Regions from separate parts of the Pan troglodytes genome. Here region 1 is linked to region 2. A link is a contact called in public HiChIP or PLAC-seq data. All regions are on one chromosome and are shown on one strand. Each heading gives the region's core, a stretch centred on a gene start, on an enhancer-like site or on the middle of the called end of the contact. The rest is flanking DNA. Distances are from core to core; before and after follow the strand shown.

What was found. HiChIP or PLAC-seq counts read pairs in DNA pulled down with a chosen protein or histone mark.
Region 1: an H3K4me3 HiChIP or PLAC-seq map of stem cell-derived excitatory neurons shows a contact between it and region 2, with 5 times the contacts expected there. The contact joins the promoter of NFU1 here to the promoter of ANXA4 in region 2. A contact is called at or near these places in 1 of 7 Hi-C or Micro-C datasets (stem cell-derived neural progenitor cells) and 1 of 1 datasets of contacts at active chromatin or transcription factors (stem cell-derived excitatory neurons).

The regions. Positions count from the first base shown.
Region 1 is chr12:53,302,052-53,305,334 of NHGRI_mPanTro3-v2.0_pri, reverse strand. It overlaps NFU1 (NFU1 iron-sulfur cluster scaffold), which reads right to left and starts at 1,760. Exons shown (of 8, transcript XM_054678482.1): 1 at 1,613-1,760. The coding sequence starts at 1,752. LOC107973507 (a long non-coding RNA gene) reads left to right here and starts at 2,910. Exons shown (of 7, transcript XR_010149415.1): 1 at 2,910-2,988.
Region 2 is chr12:53,095,631-53,099,052 of NHGRI_mPanTro3-v2.0_pri, reverse strand. ANXA4 (annexin A4) reads left to right here and starts at 1,349. Exons shown (of 16, transcript XM_016948681.4): 1 at 1,349-2,438. AAK1 (AP2 associated kinase 1) reads right to left here and starts at 1,301. Exons shown (of 17, transcript XM_054678473.2): 1 at 1,119-1,301; 2 at 420-818. The coding sequence starts at 582.

The DNA.
Region 1 (3,283 bases), core at 511-3,010, 210 kb before region 2:
TGCTACCATTATTTAATTGGTGCTCAATAATTACTAATTGAGTGAAGTTCAAGGTTTGGGGTAAAAATGCCTTTTTCTATAGCTCAGTATCTAAATCTGTGAATACTCTGGAATTTGGAAATACACTAGAAGAATAATATTCTCGTCCCTTCAGCCCAGGGAAAAGGCAGCAGATTGAATAAAGAGGAAGCACATTCCAACATACAGGTTTAAAGTCTTGTTTTTTTAAAGTAAGAGTGGATTACATTATTCAAGGAAGACATCTACTCAAACACAGGAAGTAACTAACAAAAAATTCTACCAACTTAAATCTTTTTAGGATATACATTTAAACTTCAAGAGCACCATTAACACTACAATGTCTAATACTCAAGAGGGCAAACTCTCCGTAGGCCATTTTCTCCAGACGTAAAATTAAGGTACACCTACATAAATGTCCTCTTAGCAATGTTCACAGAAGTCTTTGAAAGGTGAAACTCAAAGATACGTCTCAGGGAAGCGGGAAAAACAAGGGAACAGAGTGGGCTTAATGGTGGTGGGTGCAGGGAATCTAGGGGTCCGGGTTCTCGTCGGAATTCCATCACTTAGAAACTGTGTAACCTTGGACATGTCACCTCCTCTTTCAGGGCCTTACTGGGAAAATGAGGAAACGAGACAAGGTATTTTCTTCCCTTCTGTGTGACATTCTGATTCTGTGTTTAGAAGAGGAGGGAATGCACCCGGTAGAGGGCCTGGGGGCGGGAGAGGCACACGATTTTAAAACAGCTCCTCCGTTCTGGCTCTACAGCCAGTCCCTACAAGCTTCCGTACCGCAGAGACTCAAGAACTGGGTCTCTGAGCCTGAGAGGAAGCTCCAGAGAGTCCGCCCGGATTAGGCCACAGAAGCGCCGAGTTCCCGCACAGACAGCCTCAGGGCTCACCCCCAACTACGGCGACAGGGAGGGCCCGCCGGCTCCATCAGATGCACTACCCACCCGCCTCGAGAAAGGGTCTGCAAGGCGGCGACCGCTCCGCTGGCTAAGCCCAGCGGCACACCTATTCGGAGCTCCAGGCTCGTCACCTACCGCCTGCGCAGCCCGGCGGCAACAGCCGCAGCTCCCCAGCCCCGCCTGGCCGTCGCCGCCATCTTAGCCGCAGTGCCTAAGGGTCTCCCTGACAGAACCACGAAAGATCTGCGCAGCCGCAGGCTGGCCGGTAGCTGGGCGGGCACTGGGAAGAGCCCACCCTACCGGCTGCGGGCGGTCCTGCTGCGGATAAGTGCGGTGGCCTACGCGCCGAGGTTTGCAGGCTACTGCGTCACCCTGACCAAGAGAGGCCGGGGACCCTTTCCCGTTTGCGCCGACGCTTGGTTAATTCACGCAGCACTGTGAACGCATGCGTGTTTCCGTACTTTGTTTTCCCTGTTGGCTAGGTTTTTAGCTGGTGCTGGTGCTGCCTTGCGAATGCTGTTTCCAGCCCGTAAACCTGACCCATTCCCTCCTCTAGGACCCTACTCAGCCTCCAGGCCCAGCTCAGTGACTGCCCCCAAAGACTCCCTGGAGCATTCCTTCTAAAAGGTTCTCGCATTTCTCCTGCCCTTTTCCCATGGGTCTGATGTGGAACTGTGTCTAACCCTTCTTCATAGCTGTGCTTGTCAGCTGCCACTTGGTCATCTTGGACCAACCCGCACAGAGGATGTATCTGGTACAGTGCTGCCCTTCTCCGATTAACATGAGACTTGACTAGTTTCCAGGGCAGAGTGCCAAAGCCCATTACCTATTCTTCCAGAACCTTCCTGGAGTATTCCGTTTTCTCTAGGACAACGGTTCTCAAAGTGCGGACTAGGGGCCAAAAAAAGCAGGAGAACACGTTAGAAATGCACGTTAGAACATGTTAGAAATCCTGGGCCCCACTTTGTACTTACTGAGGCACAATCTCTATAGGTGGGGACTAGAAATCTTTTCGTTACTTGCTTTTTTTTTTTTTTTCTTTTTCCAGAGACAGGGTCTATCTCTGTTGCCCAGGCTGGAGAGCAGGAGTGCGATCATAGCTCACCAAAACCAACTCCTGGGCTCAAGTGATTCATCCTCCAGCCTCAGCCTCCCAAAGCACTGGGATTACAGGTGTGAGCCACGGTGCCTGGCTTTTAGTAGCAGTAGTAGTAGTAGTATTTTTGTAGAGAAGAGGTCTCCCTGTGTTGCCTGGGCTGCTCTTGAACTCTGCTGGCCTCAAGTGATCCCTCTCACCTGGGCCTCCAAAAGCTCTTAGGTTACCTCACCCTGCCTAGTAGTGTTTTAACAAACCCTTCCCAGGATTCTGATGCCAGCTAAAATTTGAGAATCACTGTTCTGGAAGACAGAGGACTGGTTTCCAGAATGGAAACAGCACACCTGTTGTTGAACAGGTTGAGGCCACACCCAAGACAACCCTAGTAATTTCTATGGCCCACAGACACATCTAAGAGGGTGGGTGGGTTTCAGGCCTGCAGCTCGCCCAGGCCCGCACACTGAGTGGGCTGTGCCTCCTACCAGTTTGGTTCATTCCCAATGCTGTGTACTTGCTTTTAACTACTAGTGGTCTTCCCCTATCCAACCCCCCACCCACCCCCACACACACACCCATTCTAGACCACAAGGCAGTCCAAGGCTCTGTTTTTGACCCTCAATCAAAAATAAAATGTGGCTCTTCCACCTTGGAACAATCATTCTTCTCAGACTTCAATTTTTCCCTCTCTGATGGATTCCTTATAAGAAAAATCCTGCCTTGCCCCAAATCCTCTTCCACACTCTTTTCTTCCCTTCAGAACCAAGTGGCTTTAAAAAGTTGTCTGCACTCTTAGTCTCTAGTTTTTCACTTCCCACTCCTCAAACCCCTGAAACAAGGCTTCTGTGTCCCACCATTCCTAGGGCCTGCTCTAGTCAAACCACCCACAGCCTCTGTGCTACTGTGTCCGGAATTGGTGGGTTTTTGGTCTCGCTAACTTCAAGAATGAAGCCATGGACCCTCGTGGTGAGTGTTACAGTTCTTAAAGATGGTGTGTCCAGAGTCTGTTCCTTCATATGTTCAGATGTGTCCGGAGTTTGTTTCTTCTGGTGGGTTCGTGGTCTCGCTGACTTCAGGAGTGAAGCTGCAGACCTTTGTGATGGGTGTTACAGTTCATAAAGACAGCACGGGCCCAAAGAGTGAGCAGCATCAAGATTTATTACAAAGAGCAAAAGAACAAAGCTTTCACAACATGGAAGGGGACACAAGCAGGTTGCCATTGCTGCTTCAGGCACCCTGCTTTTATTCCCTTATCTGACCC
Region 2 (3,422 bases), core at 100-2,599:
GGTAGGAGAAGGAGAAACCCCTCTCTTCTTAAAAGTCCCCCCACCCTTCAGCCTTCACATCAAGATTTTAAGTTTTAGGAGGATGACAAGCCCATCACCCTGCCTTTGGCATAAAGCTTTACACTTTCACACATACGTTTTCTTGTGTGATCCTCAAAATTTGGCTTCTCAATATTAAAAAAATAAAAATAAAAGGCCACTAACGTAAACAATTTCGGCAACCTCCCCACACCCCCATAAGCCCAGTCACTTTCAAATCTCAATTTTAAATCTCTCAAGGACAATGACTCACAGGGCAAGTGAAGGGGGAAGGGAGGGTCAACTGGTCAAAGCCCATTCATACATGCAACAACTAGAAACCACAGTATTGCCGCATCAGCACAAGATTTTAATTTACGGCGCATTGAGCCCCACCGTACCTTCCGCCAACACCTCGTCCACTGTGACCTGCTGTCGCCCGATGCCGAAGACTCTTCCGATGTAGCCACTGCCCAGGCCCGAGGTGCTGCCCCCTCCTCCGCTGGAGCCGGAGCCCAGGCCAGAGCCGCCCTGCTCTCGCCGGGAGTCGAAAAACTTCTTCATCTTGCGAATAGGGAGCAGCAAAGCAAAATACCGATGGTTTCTAGATTTTTTTTTTTTTTTTTTTTTTTTTAAAGAAAAGAGATCCAAGGATTTCTTCTCGGATTTCACCTCGGAGAGGAGCCACCCGAATCCGGCCGTGGGGGTGGGGGCTGAGGGAGGATGCCTATAGGAATATGCGTGTCAATCGCGCGGCGGGTCCCCTCCTCCTCCAGAAAGCGATTCGTGTAAGTTTAAACCTGTGATGACAGAGGAAGAAAGAGAGGATGAATCAGTAACACGCTTAAAAATTCAACCGCTGAGTCCTAGGGGGAGCAAAAGCCATCATCCTGGGGAAACGCTTCATGTATTTTCCCGGCGAGAAAAACCGTGGGGCTGAAAACGCGACCCCGGCCCCAGAACCCGGGACCCCCGAGCCGGGAGCTCGGAGAAAGGAGGGATCCGAGCTGCCCCGGCAGCGCCGACCCTCCCGGGCACTGCCTCCCGCTCCTCCCGGGTCTCCCCGCCGCCCCTCGAGGCGGCATCCTGGCAGCACCCACTTGAGACGGCTCGGCGGCCGGCGCCCTGCTACCAGCCCCGCGACATTGTCACGGCCGCCGGGCCGGCCTGCGACGCAGAGAAGAGGCGGCGCTGCAGCGAGAGCCGGGGCCGCGCTCGGCTCCCGCCCGCCCGCCAGCTGATCCCGGGAGCGCCGGGCGGAGACTGACCCGCCGCCCCTCCCCCGCGCGCGCTCCCGCCCGGCTCCATCCACCCAACCAGGAAGTGAACCGCCGCCGGAAGTGCCCCTCGGGGCGGCGCGGCGAGGGACCGGGGCCTCTCCTGTAACCGCCGTTCTGTCGCCACGGATGGGAAGGAGTCGACCGCGAGAAGAGGACTGGGGGAAGAGGGTCTCAGTGCAGACAGAGTTCTGGAAAAGACTGTTGATATCACCCGAGCCGCAGGGCAAGCTGGGAAAGGTAGCTCGGCCCAGTCCGGCTGCTGGACTACAAATCCCAGCATACTCCTGGAGGAGCGGGCGAGGCGGCAGCCGTGGCCTCCACGGCCTCGAAGGAGATTTGTGGGGTGGCGCGTATGTGGGGACTCGGCAATTTAAACACATCCCGTGAAGAAACTGCCAACGACTAAGTTCCCCCCCTGCTGTATGTTCCACCCTTCTGGAGCCATCTTATTTGCGGCCTGGCCTCCTGGCACAAGGGATTCTGGAGGTTGTGGTTTCCGAACGGATCGAGACTGACACCTGGAGGACGCGGCTTAACCGCTTAGCCCCTAGCGGGTCCTGTGGGTTTCCCGACGTCTCCTGGGCTGAAATGGAAGCGAGAAGTGATCGGGAACATTGTGCTGGCAGTTGGATCCGGCTGCACCGAGCTCCAGCCTTAAAATAAGTAAAACCGATGCCCTTCCGCCCCTAACCTCAAAAGCTGCTTTTGCGTCTAGATGTTATTGAGAGCCGGCTCTGCGGTCAGCTCTGAGCTAGGCGCTGTGAGAACGCTCAGTAAGACAGTGTCTCGTCTGGAAATGTACAGGCGAGATTCAAACCGAGAAACTGCCAAAGGTTGTGTGCAGGGCAGATCCTAGGATACCGGAGACCCAGCCCGTTGGCTTGACCTCAAAACTCGGGGGCTTTTCGGCCCATGCTGTCCCTTAATTCCTCCTCCTTTGCTGACGCTGTGGGTGCGCATCAAAGCCTAAACTTCACTAGCTCCCTTGCACACAAGAACACTAACCCTAACCTGACCAGTTATTTATTTTTCACTTCAAGATTCTTCCACTGATACTTATGTTTCCCTGATACCGTCCAAGTGCTGAGGGCGGGGATGGACTGTGTGATTTGCATCTACCAAATGCAGAAAATTTGGAAGGTCAGTTGGTACACTTTTCCGACCCTAGATTTCCTGATGGATGATGCTGAAGAGTGGCAAGTTCCTGCCAAAAACAAACAAACAAAAAAACTACCATGATTTATTAATATTATTTTTCTAACCCCTGAATATGGGTTATTGTTCATCTCTGCCCGCTTTCCCCACTCCCTAGTGCTTGTCTCAGAATTTTTTTTTTCAGCGGGTATTTGAGTAGAGAAGGGTGTCCCAGGGAAAAAAATGGTTCTTGCTTTCTCTAATCTGAATGTTGAGCTGAGCTGTGACTGGGCTAACAGTAGCGTTTGTTGTTGCTGCTGCTGCAGCTTGTTTCAAGTAGTGCCATTGTAATTAAACTCCGTGAAGAGATAGCATCTTTTCTTCCGGAGAGAGTCAGTGTTGTCACCTCAGTTCACGAATTCATGTAGCCATCTCCAGGATGAAATGCAGCCCCTATTCCCTCAAACTAAGCCCACGAAGGCATGTTCTCTGCACTTTCCTTAAAAGGCCAGATTTTTGTCTGAGGAAGTTTGAAACAGATCTTAAAATAGATGAGAAAGCTCATTTGGAATTAGACTCATTGACCCCCATTTCTCTCAGCACTTATTTGTCTTGACTGACTTTTTTAAAGAAGCTGTGCTAGGTCCTAAAATCAATCTGATGCTATCTCAGTTTTTACCTTTCTAGACTTCTCTGGTACCAGACTAGTCCAGGCTTACACAAATCTCAAGTCTTACTTCAGTGATACAAAAACTCCCAATATGCTTAAGGTAGCTAACATGCATTTATTTAACACCCACGTGAATGCTCTGATCAGAAGCTGAGGGAAGAGGTTTAAAAAACAAAAAACATGACTAGATTCCTTGCCCTCCATTCCCTCACAGACTAATAGCAATTATAATGACAAATCCACAGTTTTTCTTGCTTTACATATATTAAGTATATAATGCTCACAACCACCCTATGAAGTAAAGTACCATTATTATACTC